2 separate regions of the Mus musculus genome follow, and region 1 is linked to region 2. The links are chromatin contacts, called in public HiChIP or PLAC-seq maps. All regions are on one chromosome and are shown on one strand. Each heading gives the region's core, a stretch centred on a gene start, on an enhancer-like site or on the middle of the called end of the contact. The rest is flanking DNA. Distances are from core to core; before and after follow the strand shown.

What was found. HiChIP or PLAC-seq counts read pairs in DNA pulled down with a chosen protein or histone mark.
Region 1: a contact with region 2 is called in an H3K27ac HiChIP or PLAC-seq map of acute myeloid leukemia, with 2.5 times the contacts expected there. The contact joins two enhancer-like sites.

The regions. Positions count from the first base shown.
Region 1 is chr17:87,253,893-87,260,357 of GRCm38.p6, reverse strand. It overlaps Mcfd2 (multiple coagulation factor deficiency 2), which reads left to right. Exons shown (of 4, transcript NM_139295.3): 2 at 2,269-2,430; 3 at 3,052-3,211; 4 at 4,301-5,915. The coding sequence starts at 2,285. The coding sequence ends at 4,432. Among named protein-coding and RNA genes, the nearest start is that of Mcfd2, 8.8 kb to the left of the region's middle. Within about 2 kb of position 4,552, at least 59 of the 459 cell types and tissues checked have an H3K27ac peak or open chromatin away from gene starts, as enhancers often do. A contact at or near this core is called in acute myeloid leukemia, where this site is marked.
Region 2 is chr17:86,727,534-86,734,879 of GRCm38.p6, reverse strand. No RefSeq gene overlaps it. Among named protein-coding and RNA genes, the nearest start is that of Epas1, 23 kb to the left of the region's middle. Within about 2 kb of position 2,584, at least 230 of the 459 cell types and tissues checked have an H3K27ac peak or open chromatin away from gene starts, as enhancers often do. A contact at or near this core is called in acute myeloid leukemia, where this site is marked.

The sequences.
Region 1 (6,465 bases), core at 3,303-5,802, 520 kb before region 2:
CCAGAAGATCATGTGTGGATCCCAGACATTGAGACAAGAAGCTGTAACATTGAAGTTGCCTTAGACATCTCAAGATGTTTGAGACGACAGAGCCGTGGGCTATCTGCTGAGGAAAGCTAACAGGGAGTGGGGCCAGCCCAGGAAAAGAAGCTTGTTGCAGTCAACAAAGACAAAAAGGAGTTGGAGATCTGAAGACTGCTTTGACATCAGCCATGGAGATGCAGAGTTTGGAGTTTGCCTGGATGGTTTCCTGTCTTGCTTTGGGGATTACAGTTAAGTGATTGGATGAATCTCAGAAGAGACCTTGAACTTTAGGTTTTTAACGTTTTAGACTATGGGGACTGTGGAAGTTGGAGTGAATGTATTTTGCATTATGTTATGTTTAGGTATGGTCTGCACAAGCCTATGGGGGCCAGGGAGTGGAATGTCATGGTTCTATATGCTTGGCCAAGGGAGTGGCACTATTAGAAGGTGTGGCCCTCTTGGAGTAGGTATTGCCTTGGAGTAGGTGTGTCACTGTGGGCTCGGGCTTTAATACCTTAGTCCTAGCTGCCTGGAAGTGAGTCTTCCACTAGTAGCCTTCTGGTGAAGATGTAGAACTCTCAGCTCCTCGTGCACCATGCCTGCTTGGATGCTGCCCTGTTGCCACCTTGATGATAATAGACTGAACCTCTGAACCTGAAAGCCAGCCCAATTAAATGTTGTCCTTTATGAGACTTGCCTTGGTCATGGTGTCTCTTCACAGCAGTAAAACCCTAAGACACCTTCCCAGTGGTTGCTGATCTTTTCGTGGGGATAGATGGTGGGGGATGGGTAAAATAGGTTGGGGAAATCTTTGCAAATGCCACAGGATGCTAATCTAAGCCCAGAGGGGCAGAACTTTGCATTGAACCAGCAATTAACTACGGTATCCATGGTATGATGTAAGTTAGTCTTCAGGGAGCTTGCCTGGCTGAATTGTCTTGTTGATCTTAATTCCAAGTTCATTAAGATGTAACATGAGTTTTTCTGTAGCTTTTCTTTGTGATGGTTAAAGTTATGAGACCCTCTCAGGACCCTGGCAGGTGCACAAGGTGGGGACGGTGGCCTCCTCTCCAGGTCACTGCTTTGAGGTTGATAGGACCAGCTTGGTTGCTTCCCTCGGCTCCCGTGGTCTTTCTCGAAGCCCTGCCTCTCTCCATCGCTCTCCATCACACCGTCAGTGAGTCCACCTGAAGCCACGCCAGCCTAGTCATGACTTGACAGTTGCTCCCACTTGTTCTCAGGAAGTGTCAGCCTCTTGGCTCCACATGTGCCCGCTGCCTTAGCACTTGCTCGCCTTCAGCTGCCATTGTCCCCCAGCTCCAGTGTCTGCCCAGGACTGGCTGAAGCATTACTGGCTCTGTCAGCCGTCACCCAAGGAGATTTCTTCGGAACTCCCAAAGGTTCTTTTCTGTTTTGAAAACCCCTCACTCTGCTTTTGTTGTACTCAACTAGGAAGCGTTTCTCTCTCTGGGCTGCTATACAGAAATAGTCTCTGGATCCTTGCATGCTCTTGGGTGACTGCTCAGCCCTCGGACATTAACAGATCTGTGGATCTGTACTGCCCAGTTCGGTGATGGGAAGCAGGTGAGCTGGGGCAGAATTGGCTTGCTCTCCTCTCCTCTCCTCTCCTCTCCTCTCCTCTCCTCTCCTCTCCTCTCCTCTCCTCTCCTCTCCTCTCCTCTCCTCTCCTCTCCTCTCCTCTCCTCTCCTCTCCTCTCCTCTCCTCTCCTCTCCTCTCCTCTCCCCTCCCCTCCCCTCCCCTCCCCTCCCCTCCCCTCCCCTCCCCTCCCCTCCCCTCCCCTCCCCTCCCCTCCCCTCCCCTCCCCTCTTCTCTCCCCTCTTCTCTCCCCTCTTCTCTCCCCTCTCCCCTCTCCCCTCTCCCTTTCCGCTTTTCTCCCCTCTTCCCTTTTCTCCCCTCTCCCCTCTCCCCTGTGTTTGGAGACAGGGTTTCTCTGTGTAGCCCTGGCTATCCTGGTACTAGCTCTGTAGACTAGGCTGGCCTCGAGCTAGGAGATGTGCCTGCCTTTGCCTCTACTTTCCAACTGCTGGGATTAAAGGTGTGCACCGGCACCCTAGGCTGACCTTTTCTGTGGTACTGGGAGTGGCACCCAGCTCCTGGCACACGCACGCTGAGCAGGTGCCCTCCTCTGCCCGTTCTCAGTGCTCTTGTCTGCAGCCTCACGCCTCCCAGGATTCCAGAAGCTCTGGTACTGTGCCTCACCGTCTGTGTTTCTTACCTTCCAGGTACCCACCCGGAAGCATGGCAACCCTACAGCTGCTCAGAGCTCCCTTGCTGTGTGTCCTGCTTTGGGTCTTTTGTGCTCCAGGTGCCAGAGCCCATGACCACGGGGCTGATGTCCATCATGGCAGCGTGGGCCTGGATAAGAGCACAGTGCACGACCAAGAGTATGTATTCAGTGGGGCAGCGCTCTGCGTCCCTGCCATCTGCAGCCATAGCTCATAGGCTGCCCCCGCCTCCTCCCGTCCTGTCACTTTATAGGGCCCCTGAACAGTTTTCAGTGCTCAACATTATCCCTTGGGACTCCTGGTAGTAAGATACCTGTCTTCAGCATCTCACGGTTGGGGGCTCTTGAAGCCTAAACACACCGAATTATTTGTCAGAATTCAGACTTCCTCCTTCCCCCTTCCCTGTCCAGCACATGCAGTAACAGAATCCAGAATGTACTCATGGTTTCCTGATTACGACAAGGCGTTTTCAGTGACACATTCCAACACTGAGTCTTCCTTGGCCAGTAAACTTCACGTTTAGCTTCGTTATCTGTTTTTTGCTTGTTTGTGTATTTGAGACAAGGTCTCAGTAGATACCCTGGTTAGTCTGGAGCTTGCTATTAAATTGGTAGTTCAAAAAATATTGTAACCAAGGTCTAACAGTAAAAAGAAGGTGCCAGGTGGCCGCTGTGCTGTGGCCCTGCACCTTTGGTGGCCCTGGCTGTGTGCTATGTTCTTGACCGTGGACTGTTTCAAAGCCCTTCTAAGGTGTTGACAAGTCTGACTGTTGGTTTTCAGGCACATCATGGAACATCTGGAAGGTGTCATCGACCAGCCAGAGGCGGAGATGTCCCCACAGGAACTGCAGCTCCATTACTTCAAAATGCATGATTACGACGGCAACAGTTTGCTTGACGGCCTAGAGCTCTCCATAGCCATCACTCACGTGCACAAGGAGGTAGGTCAAGGAGGAGGCAGGGTTGGGCATCTGAGTAGACAGTGCCCACGCTGGTGACCTGTGCTGTGTTCCTGCCTCAGCAGAGCATTATCCGGTTTCTGTATCCCACCCTCACCCCAGAGAGGCTAAGCCTGGTTGGCCCAAGCTAAAATGTTGACATTTTCACTACAGCTGGAGTTTGAGGGTCCGGCCAAAAAACCACAGTGTAGGGCACAGGAAAGCGGTCATTTCATCTGAGAAGAAGGGTGACACCGGGACCAAGGGGCAGAGCTTTGGAAGTAGGTGGGGGTTGTGTCATACTGTGAGGTACTTCCTGCTGTCCCAAGGCATGGTCATGTCAGGCTCCCTGCCTGCCTGCATCAATAGGGGAGACACTTACTCTGCTTGATGGAGGCGGGGAGGGGGTGAGAGATGAGAGGCAGTAGGGAGCCCAGCAAGCTTTCACTGCAGTGGATTCTGTGTGGAGGTGACACTACTGTCAGAGGAGTCAGGATCCAGCAGTCCTGGCACGGGAGTGGCAGTGTGGCCATGACATTGGTGTGGGAGATGGACCAAGGTGGTCTCCACGAGAATGGCCAGAGCTTTGTCGCAGGCACAGCCCTCTGTCAGCAGCCTCTAGAACAGGGCGCTGCTTTCTCTTCAGCAGTGTTTTGCAGTGTTTTCTTCCTCTTGTTTTGACCTTGAGGTGTTCATTGTCACTGTTCCCATTTTCTTAGGCAAATTGTGCAGTAGGCTGACCCTGTGGAGGAATCAGGCAGTGAGCTCTTGCCTTAGGATGGGTGTAGAAGTCACAGACTCTGACAAGCGGTTCTTTGTAATCCAGACCCAGCTGTCTGCAGTGTCTGTACATTACCTTGTTACTATATCAACAGTGATAAAAAGCCAGGACCTGTTTTTATCCCATCTTTCTGTAGCTGGCATATGTAGTTTCTCACTTGGAGTTTTATAAATTGACCCTGCCTGGCCTGAGTCTGGATTCCTAGAAGTGGCACATTCTCCCTCGAGGGCTCCTAGATAAGTGACCCTTGTAGGCGTTTGCTAATGCCCTCCGTAATTCTGCCCCTCACCGTCTTGTGTACCTCTCGGTAGGAGGGGAGTGAGCAGGCGCCAGTCATGAGCGAGGATGAGCTCGTCAGCATCATAGATGGTGTCCTGAGGGACGATGACAAGAACAACGACGGCTACATCGACTACGCTGAGTTTGCAAAGTCACTGCAGTAGACCGTTGGCTCTTTCCTTTGTGCACATGTGACCCTTGCTAATGTGATGGATGTGTCTGGTAATGCGAAACAACTTATTTCCGTCTACTGCTCAGCACTTTGGTAAGAGCCTGTGGCAGTCTGTAAGAGTGGGGTGAGGAAGAAGCCACATGACTGTGGAGAGAAGTGGGACAGGCCTCAGTCCCTAGAGGTGTGTTTAAGCTTGTTGGGCAAGAGCTGGATGCGGATCTTCGGAAGGGCGGTGGGTATCCCGAGTTCTCAGGAATCCGACTGTAGAATGCCACTCTGACTTCTTGATGTTAATCCATGCTACCTAAAGTAAAGACAGGCTGCTTGGCCAAGTGGACACACTTGAGAAACAGTGGAGGGAGAGTGTGAAAGCCACACGCTTGCCCTGGTTGGTCCTGTCTTTAGGCAGATGTGGTCAGTATTCTGTTCCCCAGGCATACAGCATCATATATTAAAGCCACAGCAGAAGAGGAATGTCGCCCACTGAGGCCACCCAGATGCAGAGTCTAGGATTCCTTGCCCACTGGCCTTTTGGAAATGAAGCACCACTGGCCTGAATAATTAGCCTTTTCCAGATCTTCAGTATCTTCCACAACTACTGCCATACCCTGTGTTGTATCATTTGACCAGGAGGGAAACCTTGAATTGGGGTGTGTTCTCTAATCACTTTCCACTGTCTGAGCTTTCCTGACCCCTGTATTGTATCCTTGCTCCCAGGGCTCCCTTCATGGCTTGTGAACTGTTAACTTGGTATCTCAGGTTAAACTGTCAGCTGGTCTAGCCTGAGCGAGGCCTGAGACCATCAGTCACTAAGAGCAGTGGCTAACCTCATCGAAGTTGGAAGGAATGTTTTTAAAATTACCTCTTCGAGCCTGAATACAAAGAATAAAAGAATAAAAGAATTCTTTTAATTTCAGGGAAGATCAGAAAAGAAAGCCTAAAGCCCTTTAGCGTTGTGAACCTCAGTAGTAGCTGAAAGAGAAGCTGCCACAGGTTGTACTTGCTCTGTGAGATGTTGTAGACATTCCGTAAGAGAATCCAGAATGATAGCAGGATCAGGAAAGAAATGGAGCCAAATCTGCTCTAAGGTGAATAGAGACTTATTTTTCTTTATTAAAGTATTCTTGTAAGACAGTTTTCTGTGTCAAGTATTTGTGAAATCAGAGCTGACATGTAAGCTATTCTTGTAATATCTCATTATTTTGAAAGATTTATATAATGAACTCTGGCTATCTGACAATAAAATGGATGAAAAAGCAAGCAGCTGTTGACGTTGACTCTGTCCCCCATGAAGCCTCCTGCCGCATGGAGGCTGGATCAGTGCCAGCATTCACACCTGCCTTCCTCCCAGAAGCTGTGAGGTAGCTCACCAGGCCCTGGGCCGTTCTGTCTTGCACAGGGGATTCTGTGTTCAGCTTCTCTTTCCTTTTTAGCGTGGTTTGTATCCTTCCGAATGAACTCGCTTTTGAATCTTCCTTCTCCGGCTGGATTCTGGTTGTGACAGTTCTCTCTCGGGTGGGCAAACACACTGTTTCCCCTTGAGTCTGCTAACTTACTGATTATAGATCACATTATTGGAGTGCTCCGTGGTCCAAGTGTCAGAGCAGTCTCTCTGGGATTCTGAAAATGACACACTTCTGCCTGTGATAAAGATTCCTCCCCGAGCCCTGAGGCCCTTAGACTGTGTCCTGGCCCTCCGTGCAGAGCTCCTTGGAAGGATCTTGGCAGTGGACTCAGACCTGGAGGAATTTTACTGTCTGGCAGCCTGGGAGTCGGCCAGGACAGAGAAGGTCCTTCAGAGATAGAATTGGATGGTTAAGCAGGAAAGGTAGGACCTCTCCTCCGTGGCTGCCTCTTCTTGTCACCTCTACGGTCCTGTCCTTGCTTGCCTTTCCTGATGGGAGAGTGAGTGTCTGGGACGTTAGTGACACATCCCCTAGGCAAGGCTTGATCCTCTGCCTGTGAATGCTACGGGGCCAGCTGTGACCTGCCTTACCTGTAGAATGGAGCAGTGCCCGGGAGAGG
Region 2 (7,346 bases), core at 1,335-3,834:
AAGGTTTTGTTTGGGAAAATGGTTTCTTTCTATTCTGTCTGTCCCCGAATCTGGAGTTGACAGGAATATCCAGAAGAAGGCAGAGAGATGACTCCGGAAATGGCTCCTGTACCAGCCATCCTTTCTCCATAACTGACATCCTCCTGTTAGGGTTTAATGGTGGTGATGAGCTTCCTTCCGGGCACCTTTACAATGTTGCCTTTCCTGAGAGCAAACACATGGATGCTCTGAGTTCTCAGGACGCACGTACAAGAAGCCTCATAGGAAGCAACGCCGAGGGTCCGGATTCTCCCCCTGGTAAACCTATTCTCCGCCTCCTATCATGCACTGGGGACTTCTGTATCAGTGTGATGCAGGGTGAGGTCAGGCCTCACTCGCTTTATAGATGAAAGACTGAGACAAATGCAACAACAAAGCCTAGAGCTGCTGGGGCTGTTAATGCTTTGAGGATGACTGGTTATTAAACCACCACTATAGTGGACAATCATGAGACACGTATGTGGGAGATGGTTGAACTTGAAGTCTCTGAGCAGGCCAAGGATTGCCAGGAACAGACAGCTACAGGAGAGTGGGAAAGCCTTTGGATAGGAAAAGCTCTCAGAACTGGTCCATTGCTGGGACAAGACTGGTGAAGGAGATCAGGGAGAAGTATATCCAGGGGAGTTAGAGTCAGTCTGCAGAGAACCTAAAATCCCAGACCCCGGTGTATGAACCTTGCCCTTTGGGCAAACCCTTGCAGGTTTCTGAGTAAAGGGGGTGACCTGGAAAAGAAGCTTCAGAAATTTCACGCTAAGCTGTGAGTCAGAGACCTTCCATTCCATCCATGGGACATGACAGGGACGTGGATCAGGACTTTGAGGACTGGAATCAGGAGACAAAGACAGAGTAAGGATCTTCAAACACCCCCACTCCACTGACCTTGGGCAGCCCAGCACATGTTTATAAGAACTTGGCCTCTGTTGCAGAGGCGCCACAGCCCCAGGAGTGCTTAGGTCCCTAGGGGAGGGAGAGGAAGCCCATCGATGGCTAGGGTTTCCAGGAGTTGTGTGGTCAGCCCAGACTGGCACCCAGAGCAGGGGTGGAGTCAGGGAGAGGGGTGGCTGCTCCTATTCTCTTAGACACAATGCCTCTTGAGCCAGCCATTTTTCTATAATGAAAATGAGACTTTTCCTCCTATACCAGCCTCTTGCCTACAGGAAATCTGTATCCTAGAAGTCCGCAGCTGTGAATACAGTCTATTAAATAGCTAGAAGCATGGTAGAGGTTGCCTTTTGAAGGGTTCTAAAGCCTTCTCTGCGACCAGAGAGGTCAAGTAAGGACTGTTGATCATTCTGCATTTCATTATTGAGACCTAGTCTGTACCAGCTGCTGGCTACTGAGGACTCTTGAGGGGAATACAGCCAGTCACGGCCAATGGGACCTGAGAATGCATCAACTTAGAACTGTACTATGGCCAGACACTGGCTGGTGGATTTCTGCACCAAGTGTCATAGATGCAGTAGATGGAGTTAGAGTGGGCAGGGGGGAAAGTAGATAGAGGCTCCACAGAGAATGTGATGTGGTACAAACTCTCAGAGGAAGAGACACATGGGAGAAACCTGGGTCTGAAGTCTGGACCTACTGAGCCCAGAGCCCTGGGTCCCGGAAGGGGACCACAACTGGAGAGATCAATTGGATTCAAGTGATGTGGATGTCAGTAGACATCCCAAAATGGATATGATTTATTTATTTATTATATGTAAATACACTGTAGCTGTCTTCAGACACACCAGAAGAGGGCATCCAATCTCATTACAGATGGTTATTAGCTACCATGCGGTTGCTGGGATTTGAACTCAGGATCTCAAGAAAAGCAGTCAGTGCTCTTAACCACTGAGCCATCTTACCAGCCCAGCCCAAGTGGATACAGTTTATCCTGGCAAATCATGGGCGCCACTGAAACACAGATATGGCTACTCCCCTATGACTGGGGTGGTGGGCACATTGCTAAGAGAAAAACCAACAGGAAGTTCACTTTTGCCAGCCAGACTTCCCAAGCTGGGCACAGTCCTTCCTCTTTTCTTCACCTATAATGCTCTTCCCAGGGAGCTGTCTGCTCCTCTCTCCTCTTATCCATCTCCAGGCACCACTTATTCCTACTGTGTGTATGCTGCACTTACTATGTCTGCTGGTCTTTGTCAGTCAGAGCAAGGATGTTTGTGGTCCTCACTCCCAGCTCTCTGCTCCTTGCTCTGTCCCCAACAGGCAGATGACACTCAGCAATTGTTTGTGGATAGCGTGAGTGAATGGATGACTGACTGACTGAATAAATGATTGATTGAATGAATGAATGAATGAATTTTTTTCCTCAACACAGAGCCCTAAGAAGATGCACAAGAAGCAAGAAATACCTTCTTCACTTGTGGGAATCAAGGCAGGAAGGAATGCCCCCACCTCTGCTCTAAGCCTTCAAGGTCTGTTTTTGGTCCCAGCGTGGTGGCACAGTCCCCTCCCCATGCCCAGCAGGGCACTTGGCATAGCCCAGGGCGACGTGCCACTCCTCGGCAAGCACTTCCTCCTTCAGTGGGCCCCGCCCTGCCAGGCTGCCTGCTCTGTGCCTCCCGGAAATGCCTCCCTGCGAGGCCGGCTGGCTAGGTCCTCCCAGAGCGACAATGGCTTGCAGGAAGGGCCAAGCAGAGGAGGAAGCCTGGGCGGGGCTTTCTAGGAAGCGACCTTTGCAGGCCTCCTCTCAGCTTGGGGTCACCAGGGCCTTTGGTTGCTTTGTGCCAGTCACTATGCTCCCTGCCAAACCCATTTCCACAGCCACAGGAGACCCTCTGAGTAGGGCCCATGACACTGAAACTATCCTGGTGTTCCTGTATTGATTCATAGCTTTAGATTTAATTTAGACTTAAGTGAAAAAGAGAAAGCCACAGCATTCTATTAGGATTGTTACGGGGCACTCTCACAAAGGCTGCTAATTCATCCGATTTTTTTTTTTAAATAAAATGATCGGAGGCAGTGTGAAATCTTGGCTGAAATTTTAGCTAGTAAAAGTAGGAGTGCTCTTTATTAATTTTTTCCCCCACTTTTCTGTAACCTTAAAAGTATTTCAAGCCCCAGGGTAAGTAGCACTCCCTTTTAATCCCAGCAGAGGCAGGAGGATATCTGTGAGTTCAAGGCCAGCCTGATCCAAAGAGAGTTCTAGGAGAACCAGGACTACATAGAGGAAACCATGTCTTGAAAAAAAACAAAAAAACAAAACAAACAAACAAAAAAACTAAATCCAAACCAAACAACAAAACAATGTACTTCCAATTAAACCTGAAGTAAAGGACTGGCAAGACGGCTCAGCTGTGAAGAACATAGATTGCCATTGTAGACGAGCTGAGTCTGGTTCCCAGCGCCCAATTTCCTGGAACTCTAGCTCCCAGGAATCAGATGTGTCTGGCCTCTGTAGATAGCAGCAGTTACACAGGCACATACTCACGATTTAAAAGTCTTTTAAAAAGTGAAAGAAGCACCAGGAATAGCCAGATTTGAATTTTCTTTTCCATGACGACCTCTTGGAGGTTTCCTGACTTAATGTCCTGGATTTGACCTTTGGCAGTGGTCTTCAATCATCCGGGAGAGCAAGGTGCCATGGTATCCTCTGGAGGACAAAGGAACTTGCTTGCTTTCTCCCCCAACCTTTTCTTAAAATTTAGGATCAAAGGCATGCACTACCACCTCTAGCAAGATTAGTTCTGTGCTCTTTTTGATTACATGTATGTGAGTGTGTGTACGTGGAGGAGCGTGTACGCAGGTGGGCACAGGCACCCACAGAGGGTCCTCTGGGCCTAGATTTGCAAGCTTGGGTGCTGGGAACTGAATTTGGCTCCTCTGCAAGAATAGTCTATGCTCTTCGCCCGTAAGCCCCTGAGTCATCACACCAGCCTCAAGAAGGAGCTTTCTAGACTCTCTGGAGTCTCCAGAGCTGTACAGCTGCTTTGCTACGCAAAGGGTCAGCACTGGTTACTCGGCTTCCTGTAGGGTTTATTTCCATCCTATCCTCTGGACCTGTGGTGTCGGCCCATGAAGGAGACAGTGAAGAACAAACCTGAAAGCCACCAAATGTGTGTTTTCCTGAGACCTGGAAGGAAGGAGAAGAGCAGAGGCTGAGAAGATGCTGGGACTCACTGGATCCTCTGGGTGAGGGAATGCTGGGTCTCACCGGATCCTCTGTGTTCATGAGAGTGTTTTATGAAGGCTCCACTAACTGAAGATTGCAGTAAGAGAGACTTGAGTAACCCCAAGATGACACTAGGATATGTTCACATCTCTGTCTGTTCACATCTCTGTCCGTTCACACGCTGAGAGGACCTTTCTCCAGAATAAATGCCTAGGCTCTTCCAATAAGACCCTTCTCTCTCATTGGACATTTACATCTGATGAGAATGAAGATCCTAAGCATATTTTGATGTCTTAAGACATCTGAAATAGGTATAGAGGGTGGAGCTCAGGTGGCAAAGTTTCTCTTAGCATCACACAGCCTCGACTGGTGCTCAGTGCAGCATGATAGAACATTGTGGTGCAAGCCCATAATCCTAGTATTTATTGAGCAGTGGTGGTGTGAAGAGCAGCTCAAGGCCATCTTTAATTGCACAGTGAGTCTGAGGCTACTTTGGAATATATGAAACCGTGGCTAGATAGAGAGATAGATAGAGCACTGAAATCATTATATATACTAGAGGAGAGTGAGAACCATATACATCATATATATGATATGCATGTGATATGACATGATACACACATGTGTGTGTATGTAAGAGAGTGGGGAGAGAGAGACAGAGAGAGACAGAAACAGAGACAGACGGAAATAAATCCTCTGGTACCTCTAAGAATTGAGAATTGGTTGGGATTGTTTTGCTTAAAGGACTGTTCTATAAAGATTGGTAAATGATCAAACTACTGTCTAGGGAAATGACTGCTTATGGCCATCTAAGCCATAAAATCACTCTCAACTACGTACTTCCTGCTCAACTGGGCCATAGAGTTTGTTGAAGATGGAGTGCCCTTCCAGACAATTTAGTCATAGGCTCAGAAATCTTAAGCTTCCTTTACAGGAATAGCTATCCATGAAAATTACCCTTGCTATCACCCGGGAGTTGGAAAGCTGAGAGCCTGGGATATGGTTCAGTGGTACATAGTGGTCTAGTCTGTCCACCATGCATGTGCACGACCCCAAGCTTGATCCGCATATTCCCACTACCAAAGGGTAGGGAGATATGCTAAAAATTCTTCACAGTTGGCTCAAGAAGCCAGGCCTGGTGGTGTAAGCTTCCAGGAAATTGAGGCAGGAGGATTGCTATGAGTTTGAGCCAAGCTTGTGTGCTATAGAGTAAGATCCAGGACATCCTGGGTTACAAAGTGAGCTCCTTTCTTAAAATGAATAAGAAATATCTATATCTATCTAATCTATATCTATCTATATATATCTATATATCTATACATCTATACATCTATATCTATACCTATACTATACCATCTATCTATCTATCTATCTATCTATATCTATATCTATATCTATCTATCTATATATCTATCTATCTATATCTATCTATCTATCTATCTATCTATCTATCTATCTATCTATCTATCTATCTATATATAAAGTTTAGCTTGACTCAAACTCCTTCAGACACATTCGTGACATTCAGCTGTCCCTCCATTATGCAGAGCTTTAGCGGGTGGCCAGAGAGGCATCTCTCTGTGGATGTGCTGCGGTTAGTCAATCACAAAAGAAGGATGTGTGTGCCTGAAGGGTCTCCAGAGCATCCTTCTAAGAAACCCTTTGTCCTTAGTAACTCACCCAGAGCTAAGCCAGGTCCTGGGGGATCCTGCACACCCCCTGCTCGGCCTGTGCACTGTGGGCACAGGAAGCACGCTTTTGCCACTTGCGGGTTTTCTTCTGGATCGCTGGCTGTCTCATTTTAACCCTGGGCAGTTACACTGGGCCATTCACAGTGGCAGGTCCACACTTTACAACTCCCAGCTCCAGAGCCTTACATGTTCGGGAAGCCTTGAGAAGAGAGAGAGAGAGAGAGAGAGAGAGAGAGAGAGAGAGAGAGAGAGAGAAACATCCCAGGGATGTAGAGACCTGGATGGCTACTCTGTGAAACCTGGCTTTGGATCCTAGAAACCCATCCTACCTACCATATAGCCTCTGGGTATAAGATAGTTCTTAAAATTGTTTCTCTAGTTTTTTCCTTGTCTATCAGGAATTGAATCAATAGACAGTCCATGGTTTCTCCTACCCACGTTTTGAAATACACAATCAACAAATGGAGTGAAAATCAGCTGTACTGTATGTAGACAGGGTACCTGGTGACAAAGGTATCCTGCTGGTGTCCTGGAGAGGAGCAGATGACCCTTCAGCTGGGGGAGGTCCTTCACTGAGCCTAGTCAGAGTGTAAGCTGCTTGACACATCCCTTTGACCCTGCTCTGTGTTCTAAACCATTAGATCCCCTCAGTTCACCTGGGTGAGAGAGGAAGAATGGGGAGCCGGCCGCCATGCAGGCAGGCACAGAAGACTTCCTCTTCATCCCACCAAAGGGAGGGAAGAGGACACCCTGCCTCTACAACTTATTTGGCAAATGGCATAGATTGAATTATGAAGTAGAGAACTGGGATTAGGCACTGGCTGAGAAGAGCCGGAAAGCAGCCAGTCCATTAACCCATCAAGGGTCTCTGACAGGCAGGGAGGAAGTTTTCAATTCAATTCCACGACACTCAGATCTCCTCGGTGCAAATGCCAAGACAATCTGGGAAAGAGAAGAACTGAGAGATCCCTGCTTGACTTTCTCCACTGCAGAAGCTCACACTGTGCTGCCCCGAATGGACGGAGGAATGCACAGAGCGCACACAGAGGGGAGGAAGCGGTAGTTCTACAAGGAGACAGCTGAAGGAGAGTATTATAATACGGCCCTGACAAGTGACATTGTGTGCAAGAAAACAAACCTAAAGTGACCACCTACTTTCATGTCGTCCTGTCAGCAGCAGGGCCCTGTGTTGGGTAGAACACATTTTCAAATCTAAGTCTATAAATGAGTCTGTAGTTATAGCAGTAATCCCCCAGAAGAAAACAACAGTCCATCCCAGGTCCCTGAATCAATTGTTCTGCTGTGTTCAGGGATTCTGAAGGATTTGAGTGACACTGGTACCCTCCGGTGTGCGCTTTCACACTGAGGCTGTAGGTAGATGCAGCTGGTGTTCTTGATGGGGGTTTGGGGGACTCAGATTGGCTTTTGGAGGAGTTAGGGTCCTCACAGCATGTGTGTGACACTGCTCTTCAGAAAAGGCCGTGAAACCAAACAAATCAGATTTA